Linked DNA regions of Salmo salar: all the other regions are linked to region 1. A link is a contact called in public Hi-C data. All regions are on one chromosome and are shown on one strand. The core of a region is the stretch at or near the end of the contact, and the rest is flanking DNA. Distances in the headings are between cores, read along the strand shown.

The links. Hi-C and Micro-C count contacts between places; a contact is called where the count stands out from the background.
Region 2: a Hi-C map of gill shows a contact between it and region 1, with 11 times the contacts expected there. The contact joins the promoter of LOC106604568 here to the promoter of LOC106604570 in region 1. A contact is called at or near these places in 3 of 3 Hi-C or Micro-C datasets (blood, gill and muscle).
Region 3: a contact with region 1 is called in a Hi-C map of gill, with 2.7 times the contacts expected there. The contact joins the promoter of LOC106604567 here to the promoter of LOC106604570 in region 1. A contact is called at or near these places in 2 of 3 Hi-C or Micro-C datasets (gill and muscle).

Annotation. Positions count from the first base shown.
Region 1 is chrssa05:29,854,329-29,858,062 of Ssal_v3.1, forward strand. It overlaps LOC106604570 (calnexin), which reads left to right and starts at 1,483. Exons shown (of 14, transcript XM_014199339.2): 1 at 1,483-1,632. LOC106604568 (alpha-1,3-mannosyl-glycoprotein 4-beta-N-acetylglucosaminyltransferase B) reads left to right here. Exons shown (of 15, transcript XM_045718039.1): 15 at 1-422.
Region 2 is chrssa05:29,682,280-29,685,839 of Ssal_v3.1, forward strand. LOC106604568 (alpha-1,3-mannosyl-glycoprotein 4-beta-N-acetylglucosaminyltransferase B) reads left to right here and starts at 2,094. Exons shown (of 15, transcript XM_045718039.1): 1 at 2,094-2,618. The coding sequence starts at 2,522.
Region 3 is chrssa05:29,599,881-29,603,646 of Ssal_v3.1, forward strand. It overlaps LOC106604567 (TBC1 domain family member 9B), which reads left to right and starts at 2,353. Exons shown (of 21, transcript XM_045718038.1): 1 at 2,353-2,654. The coding sequence starts at 2,631. LOC123743088 (a long non-coding RNA gene) reads right to left here and starts at 2,368. Exons shown (of 2, transcript XR_006769848.1): 1 at 1,841-2,368; 2 at 490-1,607.

The sequences.
Region 1 (3,734 bases), core at 233-2,732:
AAACTTGGGGACTTAAATCAGAAGCGAGGCCGCTTTTCTATCGAATACAGAATGCAACATTGATTCTGATTCTGCTCAATGTTAACACAGTTTCTCAGCAACAACAGACCTAAACTTGTTTTCCATTTATTGGGGTGTGCACTCCAGTAAACAAGCTGTTTTAGGAGCCCCTTCGATGCTATCGGTATGGCCACTATACAGTAGCAGGTGCGTGGGTGCATTAAGTCGACGTAGGGCTATGGATAAAAAAAAATCTGAACTGTACCCAATGAGCTAAGAAGGAGAAAGAGTTTTCTTTTCTTCTAAGGTGCACTGGAATGCATTGCTATTATATGTTGTATTTTGTATCATTTAGATCAACTATATTTAATGATGTTATCTATCCATTCTGTGAATTGTAATAAAGATGGAATTTCAATTGACGTGGGTTTGTTTTTGTTTCAAGTTATTTGCTCTGGTCAATTCAATGCACATCTGAGTAATCTCGTGTGAATTAGTCTGCTTTTGTGAAAGGTAGGCTACGCTACTTTTCTGCTACCAAATCACATGTACATGGGTCACATTCCTTGCATATTTCATGAATGGACCATGTGACTGCAAAGTCCCATTGATATTTTGACACCATAGGCTTTGGTGCTCGGTAGGATGCAAGTGAGTAGGCCTATGTGTACCTATGACATTGGGCTAGATAGAATTGGAGTGCCCGTTTTCTGCAATGCAACTTTGAAAGCCAATGTCCACATTCACTGTAAACGCTGCATAAACTCTGTCGGCACAATCGGAAATTACCTTTATAAATGTCCATTGCTCTATAACCGTTCCTTCCGCAGGTCGGATTGAATGCATCTCTAGGCCATAATGTTTTGTGATAATATTGTAGGGTAGGCTATTTGATATTTTCATTTAGCAGCATGCAGTCAAGGCACTTCAGAAAACAGGATGTATAGAATACAGCATTCATTTTCAAACATCATCCATACAATATAAAGTGCTTTGAGCACATGTAAAAACACTACATAAATCCAGTCCATTATTATGGGGTTCAAACACGCCCAAATTTGGCCAGGATGGGGGCATGCAATTAGCATTTGTTGTTGTTTATGATCAGAAAAAAAGAACTGTATCCAAATTAATGCATCCATCAACAGGGATTTAATTATATTGTACATTATTGAATAAGCCTACACCATATTCAATAAGCCTCACATTCAGAATGATCACATCGGCGCTTTAGTTGATAAATTAATTTGTAAAGAGTTTTACTATTTTATTCGAACTTCACAAAGTACATAAATCATTCATTGATGATAAACTACAATAATCATCAATCATTTTCGCTGCTGCAAATTTATATTTGAGCCTTGTCTGACTATAACCAATCAGCATGCATTTCCTCTTAGAGCTGGACAAATCATCGCCGTCCACGAGGTTGAGATTGGGGGCGGAGACCATTCATTGTGATGAGCGTGCAGTACAAGCAATCAAATTCCTATAATTCCCGGAAAATATCAACGTTTTCAGGTTAGCAACCAATCAGCAAGTGGAGAAGGTGGAGCTACTAATCCAGTATGCATGCCCCAAAGCCACACGTGATCCGGCTGTAGTTCCAAGTGGTCACATCGGAATCAGGAGGTAAGTAATGACGAATAACTATCACTTCTTACAAACATAAGTCGCTAAATTATAATTTCAGTCTAAATTGACATAGGATGTTCACCTGATTGCATACAGGCCAGTATCGTTTAATTGCAATACATGTATCTTACTGAATAAGACCACGAACCCATGCGTGGTCTTAGCATAGACTGGCTAGCTGACGGCCAGCTAGCAAGCTAATTTAGGCTAGTTAGCGATTAAGATAACAAATTAATGTCATTGTTCCGTTTATTGTCATGTAACACTGTCAGTTGCACACTTTGCTCGTGTGTTCATTTTGCCGACATTTTGTGTAAGACAAGTTGGGCAAGCTAACGTTAGCTAACTTGGCTATATGGGAGGCATCGAACGTGGATAGCAAGCAATACCAGCCTCGAGTTAAAGCAAAGAAAATTGACAAATATTGCCTCTTTGTGAAAATGTCGGAACGTTATTGTAAAACTATATTGTAGTTTAACTAACGCTAGAAATCAGTAAAACGTGGTGATGATGATGATGATGCAGCAGTATGTGTCATGGTGCGAAATCAATTGAAATCTCGTACACAAGTGCCCTATTTATGTAGTTATGTCCTTTTTCGTGTGGTCATTGTAATCGCGTTTCCTGTGTTGGATATAGTGGGTTACATTAGCATACTCCCTTCAAAGGGGAGGTTATCAAGATGAGTACTATAGCTAGCTACAGATAATATTCTTATGTGAAATAATTTCCCTTAGGAGCTACATGAAGCCTGCTTGTAGGAATTGCTACGTTTTATAGGAAAACCTTGTTACCCCTGTTCTACCATGGAAACGGGTATTACTGGCAAAGCACTTAGAAGTCTGACCAGTTTTGCAAACCCACTTCCGCCACTGAATGAAACCAGAAAGTGCAACGGCTAGATAGAGGTCATACAGCGCCCTCTTGGAAATGTGGCTTTTACAGTTTGCTTATCTAACGGAATTGGTTAGCTTTGGGACACATCAGAAGTCTTTGTATTGGTTGGACTCCCTGAGTTGTGCATCGATCTGGTGGCTGGTGACAGAAAATAACCATATCACAACATAGCCAGCTTCACAGCTTTTTTTTCTGCCACCAAGGCATATGTATAATTTCTAGGAACTCAATTTACCAGATGTAAAGTGAGATGTTAACCTCACTATCAAATAAATGTCTGAATCCAACTTTTGTCCGAACTGCTTGGTCTAATTGCAGGAATATGGGGCAGTTCGGAGAACAATTGGATTCGGGCGCTTATTTGATAGCGAGGGACACATCACTTTATATCTGGTAAATCGAGTTCCTAGAGATTATACGTATGCCTTTATTGACAGGAAATGTTTTTTGGGGGTGAACCGGCTATATTGTGGTAGGGTTATTTTCCGTCGCCACCCACCAGAAGGATGCAGAACTCAGGGAGTCCAACCAATACAGACTCCCAATGTTTTCCAAAGCTAGAATTGGTGTCTTATTGAATGGTTCACACGTTTCTAGATAGCTATTGTGAGAAATGTAATTGGTATTCTAGGGATGAATATAAATAATTTATCTGAATGGCTGTAGGAAGTTGGACATTTTGTTGTTTAACCTTGTTAAATAATAACTTCTCAGTTCTCTGGTGGGTAATATTTAACACAGAGCGGTTACATTTTAAGATTAGACATTAAGAAGATAATTGTGTTTTAATTCCACTCTTGATGACAATTTAGTAACTAACGTTGAATGGCACAATAGGCTGATACACATGCTTTAAAATATATTAGCTTTTATATAATCTTCTTACGTCTTGCATTATCTTTTTTGAGATGGTGAAGGCCCAGGGCACACCCCTACTCAGATCTCTACAGTATGACCTAGACAGGGCTTCATAGCACAGAGTTGGCTTTCCAGTATCAGCTGCTGCATGTTTCTTATCCATGAGGACACTCTGTGAAAGCACAGTTCGACATCTTGCACAATATGTCTCCTACTTAGATGGTGTACACTGAGAGAACCATATGACCTCAGCATTAGAAGACAGCACTGTTTTCCCCAAATACAGAGTGAACTGGGTGGAATGAATTCAGAGGACTGGCTGACAGATAATACTCCTTGCTGTG
Region 2 (3,560 bases), core at 844-3,343, 170 kb before region 1:
CTGACCTCAATCCAATTGAGATGGTTTGGGATGAGTTGGACCGCAGAGTGAAGCAAAAGCAGCCAACAAGTGCTCAGCATATGTGGGAACTCATTCAAGACTGTTGGAAAAGCATTCCAGGTGAAGCTGGTTGAGAGAATGCCAAGAGAGTGCAAAACTGTCATCAAGGCAAACGGTGGCTACTTTGAAGAATCTAAAATCTCAAATATTTTTTTATTTGTTTAACACTTTTTCTGGTTACTAAATTATTCCATATGTGTTATTTCATAGTTTTGATGACTTCACTATTATTTTACAATTTAGAAATTATGAAATTTGATCATTACACCTTCGAGGTGATACATTGCATTAGGCAATGTTCGATGCAACCTTAATCAGAAAATATGCAACCAAAGTGAAGCGTCTGATGAAAACTGTGTGAAATAGCGTTACTTTTCGTCTCATCCTCCTTTGCTGCCTCTTAGTGGTGCTCCGTCACCTGATTCTGACGCATAGGTCCCATGACCACTTTATCAAACAGTATATTTTTTTCCCTGGTGAGTTTGGTAATCCGTAGAACGCGCAAGATGCTTCTAGAAACAGATTGGTTTTAGAAACGAGATCAAATTTGTTTGTGGGCGTATTACTATGTTGTCATAATAATTCGTGGATCTCAACCATCAAGTCTCTGGATTATGACTGGCTGTATTTTTTGTTGTGCTTTTATAAATTATTGTTGTCACTCCGTGTCCAATTAATCTATCATTGTTGCCATAAGGCTTGAATGACCATGTTCATAGGCTAATTTAAGTTTATCCCATGGTTACCTTATTGATATGATGAGTAATTGTCACCTGAGCAATAATGGTAGGGAAAAGGCGCACGGTCATGGCTATAAAGGATTCTCCTAACCTGCTACGTTAATTACTCTAACCTTCTGCGTAAATTCTCCAAACCAAATCAGACAAAAAATGTAATCCGTCTAGTCAAAACCAAGACGCTCGTAAAGTAGTAAATGAGCTATGTGTTAAATTTTTCTTTCACCGCTAGGTGATAGCATTTCTCCACCAACCATGTGCCTAGTCTACTACATGGTGCAAGGCAGGGAGGGACCTGCCTCCCTGGAAGATATTGCTGAGAAGTTCCTGCACATCTTGTTGTAGTTTTGCCTTCTTTTCCTGGCAAATGATTTATGTTAAGAATGGTATTGTCTGTCACTTACATTTTATTCATTTAGGAGACGCTCTTATCCAGAGCGATTTACAGTACGTAGTAGTTAGTGCATACATATTCCGTACTGGTCCCCTGGGTTAATCTCAACCACAACATTGGTGTTGCAAGCTCCACGGTCTACCAACAGCCACACGGGGTCATTTTCATTGGAATAACCTCTATGGACATAATTTCATTTGCTGACATTATTCCTGTATTATGATTTATTTTATGGAGCATTTATCAAAACAAAAACATGTTGACTGACAAGAAAGTGTCTTGTTGGATAGGGACGGCAGGTAGCCTAGCGGTTAGAGCGTTGGACTAGTAACCGAAAGCTGACAAGGTAAACATCTGTCGTTCTGCCCCTGAACAAGGCAGTTAACCCACCGTCATTGAAAATAAGAATTTGTTCATATCTGACTTGCCTAGTTAAATAAAAAAATGTAAAAAATAGTTTGAAAAATGTTTTCTTTAAGAAAAAAAATATTTTTTGTAAGATAGACTGACTACCTGTTTATTGTTTTTCAGTTCGACAGTAGTAGTGAGTATGTTTGCAGCTTGTTTGCAGAGTGACTGACAATTGTAAACAGTTTGCGCAACGGTTTGTTAATTTGGCGAATTAGTGCAGCCTATAAAACAGGTGTGTTCCGGCCAGATGTGGAGAGAAATGCACTGCTCATTCGGGCCCCAGATTTGAATTAGGTTTATTAGTCAACGAAAAAGTGTTTAATTGACAGCCCGCTTCTAGGTAGGCTAAATAACCCATATGGATTTGGGCACATGGTTTGCCTTTCCACGTTATAGCAGAAGTCAAATTCAATTTAAAGCGCTGTCAAATGTTTCAGCCAAGTGAGTTATGGCTATTTCATTCTTGCCTCTTGGTGCTGCACTTGCGATCCACTTGCATACCGGGCTCAGTATCCGAATGGATGAAGAAGCACTTGTAGACTACATCGGGCACTTAGGCCTACGTCATTAAATTAAATGAGCGTAATATGAACATGAGCATCAACCTGGAGCTGCTGCCTTTCACATTTCCCAACGCCCACTCGCAACGCTGTATGGCATCTCTTTAACCACTCCGCTCTGACTCGAGGAGAGAGAGAAAAAATATCCCCCCTTTTCTGGCAACCCTTCCTGGTGAGCACTGCATGCTTGTGCGACTGAGTAGTCTACCCGAGAGCAGAGCGCCGCGCAATAACAAACTCAGTCCTCCGCTCCGACTGCCAGGCGTAAAGAGGCATTTATCTCCTGGAAGCACCGCAAACGAGCAGAGAGAGCCCAGATACCCCGCACTCGGTTCGGACATGAGCCCGGGGATCCGGAGATGAGGCTCCGAAATGGCACCTTCCTAACGGTCGTATTGTTTGGTCTATGCGGACTCATTTCGCTCTCCTGGTACACGGCATTCAGCAATTCCAAAGGTAAGGTAGCCGCTATAACGCACCACGCGGCGGGGGTGGGTTGAGGCGATTTGGAAGATCTCGTCTGCTATAGGAGACCCGAGCCTACACAAAATATCGGTCTGATATCGTGTAGCGTTCACTTGCGTTTGTGTGTTTGGAAATAAGCTGCTGGTGTTGGTGTTTGATATTGGCATGTTGTTATCCTTCGACCGTGAAGAATAGGATAGAGTTTTCACCGGGTGGTACCGTCAGACCCTCTACCTTTGTCACGCATTTTCCTTTCAGCTTTTGCTTACATTGAGAAGGTTATGTTGATAAATACATCATTCTAAAGGCCGCCAAGACGGGCGTTTTTATATTCCTCAGCCTGCGCTTGCAGAGTGATATTTGGTATATTTCCCATTGTATAAACACAGCGTTGACATTATGAATCAGATGATTGCACAAAACGCGCATCTCAGGCATCAAGATTGAAACAAAGTAGCTGTAGATTATTCATGCTGATCCAATGTTTCTGTGTAGCTCTGGCTTTTAGAAAGGATTCTCCCTGCAGACGTTTGCAATAGTCGCCCACTTCGGCATCTAACGTTCTGTGATCGAATTGACTGGTGGTTGAACTTGCAAAATTCTACCTCTGCAACCTGCAAGGTGGCTGTGGATTGTGCATGCATGGATGGATTTTTTTTCCCCCTTGGTTTGTACATTTTATAGAGCTTTGAAGTAGTTGTGCAAGGGGACGTGCCCTTCCTAGGCTGATAGTTCCCTCAGAGTGCTGGCTGTTATAGTTATTGACAGTTCACACGTCTTTCATGGACCCTCCATGGCGTTGGCAATCTTACACTCCCCTTTGGTCCCTGCCAAATGTTCTCTGCACTGAGAGGCTATAACAAACAAAATCACAACTATGTATGTATTCCTCTTCAGCGATTATTAGTCATCGAACTCTTCATAGAAGTAAGT
Region 3 (3,766 bases), core at 1,103-3,602, 250 kb before region 1:
AATGATCAGTCGGCATTTATACAATTGTACCGAAACTACCATCAGAGCTGTCGTGATTTGTTTTATATGGTATGACTTTACTCGCATAAAAACTGTGGAGGAAAAGTGGTTTGTGATTACATTTTCACTTAACCCATTTAATCCCAAACTTTTCCCAGACATGAAAATATCCAAATCAAGTGTCATTAGTAACCCTTTGAAATAATCAATCATATTTTTTAAAGTTTCATGTAAAAGTAGGTGAAAAAGTGTGTTTTATGGTGACCGGTGGGATAATGTTATGTATACTGAATTAACATATTTCTCTTATGCAGTCATCAAAATTCTTATGTATCCCAGCCCAGTTAACACATTTAAAACTCTGTCACTGGCAGTCCCCAATATTGCCACTATAATTCCCCATCACATTCTAGTGACTATTTTACATATCAAAAACCATTATACAACACCGATATGAATACTGAGAGCAAAGACAAAACAACAACCATCAACGTATTTCAACATTGTTACTTTATTGTAACATAAATTGTTACTTTAGTGCAACATGTATTGAAACATTAATATTTTAACTTTAACATTTGAACTTGTACTTTAGTGCAATATTCATTGTAACATTTTAGTGCAACATTCACTAACAACTGTATAGCAGTCGTGTGATTAATTCCCACTGAACATAAAGGTAACATTTAGGATAGAGGTAGCCTGTAGAATATGCATTCAAGTAGAGGCCTACACTGAACAAAATAATATAATATATATATCATAGAGGTAGGCTTCAGAACCAAGTGCACGATTAGTTTGTGTATCACTATTTTGAACTACGATCAGTCAGACCTACTGTCACACAGTATGTCTTGAATCAATTGACCTTTTCCAAAAACATTTCAGTCATTTTGATTGCCTTTGACTTTTCTTCCTAGAGTCTGTTGTACTGCTTCTCCTCACCCTTTATCGACTTTCTTTTTCAGCCCTTATTCATTCACTCTTATCTCCTTTTCTACTGTCCATGGTATATCTTGAAGCACTCAATTTGCAGTGGCGCTTTGCATTTCTCACAGGCATAGGTAGTGTGTTTGTCACAATGACGACATCTCTGGAACTGGAGCATTGTGTTGATGGGCCAGTGAGAAGCTTTGTCATATCTTGCCTGATCTTCAACAGTAGCAGCCAGTAAAGATCTCCTTCCGTGGCTCAGTGGTTTCGTGCCAAACTTTTGCATATTTGGGCTGTATACTATGCAGTTTGGAATCACATCGGTGGCAGACCTCTTCGATCGTTTTAACTCTCAATCTTTATTTTTGACCACCCACAGCTTTTCCCTTGGCTCTTCTGACTGGACTCCCGGGCGGGTAGAGGATCTTGGCTCTTCATTATCAACAATGGGGGGGGACGTCATCACTGATAACGTTGTTCCTGTCATGATATGTTTGTATAGGATCAGCATTCAACAGCCTGGCTGGCAAATGGCCTGTCCATATCTGACCCATCGCTACCACAATCACTGAGGACAGCATCTTTCTCATTATGAGGGATAACTGCAATGTTTGCGTGCCTTGTCTGGGCAGTCACCTAGATCCAACATATCCAGAACTTGACTCAAAGTGAAACTAAAAGAAAGAACAGAGTAGAAAGTTAGGTAGAACAAGAACTATGTATGTGTATACCAAGATGCACTGTTATCCCACAGGTCACTATTGTTGCCGTCAATATGTTTACACATTCTATGACAACACTGAACAAAGTTGAGTAATTGCAAATGCATATATCAATACTAGACACCTTAAATATGATGTGTACCAATTATCTTTGCCCCATCTTCATGTTAACATACTTTACTAACCTTTTGTTTGGGAGCTTTGATGCAGCCATTCTCTTCTCATGGTGCAACCAGGAAGTGAACAGCTCTTGTCATGTGACAATTTACACTAAACGTTTGACACTGCATATATTTCATTGAGACCCTTTATTATTTCAATACTTGGTGGGAATGCATTGACACATCATTCAGTAAAATGTTTAGAGCCTTATAACTGAAAACGTTTTTTACGGTCACTATTGTGACTGATGGGATTAAATAGGTTAAATTAATACAGTGAGCCAAGCAGCGACGCAATATACACTATGATATGAACGTACAGTGGACGTGTTTACGTAAAAGTAGAAAGCGACCAGTTTCAAGGGTTGTCACTAGTTATCCCAGCCACAAAGTAATGAACCCAGGCTATTTCTATAATTATGAATGTTAAACCTAACCTTAACCACACCACTGCTAACCCTAACGTTAAATCAATACCAAAAAGTTAACGTTTTGTTTTCATCAATTTTTACGATACAGACATTTGACTTTGTGGCTGTGGTAACTAGTGGAAACCGTTTCCGAGTAGACACCAGCAGAGCAACCAGCTGCACAGACGGACATGAACTCAAAACTGCAGGGAACACGTCTGCAAAACATGTTTGTGTAAAGTCGCTTACCGTACACTTTGCACCATAATATCCAATAATAAGTGTGTAATTTGGAAAAAGCTTATTCAAAATGTGGATAACTCCAGGGGAGGTGTTGCTTGCCAACGCTCTGTGGGTGAGCGAAAGGGCGAACCCCTTCTTCATTCTCCAGAGGAGAAAGGGCCATGGCAAAGGAGGGGGCATCACTGGTAACTATACAATAACATTATTTGGTTTACAATTGCTCTCATGTTTCTGATTTTTGAAATTTGTGTTGGCTAATGTAATGATGGCTTTAGCTAACGTTATCTAGAAAGCTTGGTGTGTTAGCAAGGTAGCTAGCGCGCAGGCTAGCTGTTGATGTTGACTTGTAAAGCGGAGCTGGCTAACCAAGCTAGCGCGTTGTTTTTTCTTCGTCTGCAGCTACTACTAACTAACATCGTTGATAGGTTTTATTTGCTGGAAGTATGTGCATTTTCCTACATGCACCACTAAACAGTAAACTGTCAGCCTAACCAACCCAATACTGTTTGATTGCGGAGCTTAATTCGGGGCGTTCTTGCGTATAGGTATTTCTGCATTTTAGGAACAACCCCTCCAGCATACAATTAGTTCCTTCTTGAACGCCCCCATCACCCGAACATCCCATTGGTTCCTGCATGAACGAAAACCTGCTCTCATCAACGGAACTGCCGTAAAACAGTGCACCGACCGGCAGGGGGGCGAAGGCCACTGTCTACCTGCGTCGCTCCCTCTAGTTCCTCTGGTACAGAGCAGGCGGGGGCAAAATCGTGCTAGCCAACCGTGTGAGCACAAGGTGTCGCTCCCGCCTATTGTGTATCGGAGTCCCCAATAACAAGCAAACTAACGTTAGTCCTTCGCTCCCACCTGCTAAAGGACACTGTCTACCGTTGTCGCCTTCGACTATTGTTCTTCTGTGGGTTTTATCGCCTGATGGCAGCCAACGTTATGGTACCTACTGTACTGACCATTATGGCAGTCAAGCAATTGCATTCCGCCAAGAGTCGTTTACAATCAAGTCCTGTAGTGGCCACAATGTATCAATAAATAATCTTATTTGAATGCCTAGCAATCAGCACGTACATTGTTTAAAGGAGGGTTCACAACTGGTTTTGCTTGGGGACCCACATTTGACAATGACAATTGAGTCGCGACCCAGTATTATGGACTGTTGATAATTCCATTTTGTTAATGAACAGTAACACATAACAGTTTTTAAAATAGAAAAAACAGCAATAATTAGGAATTCTTAATCATCAATTACCATGTGAATAGTTTCACAACATTAAGGTTTTTTTTT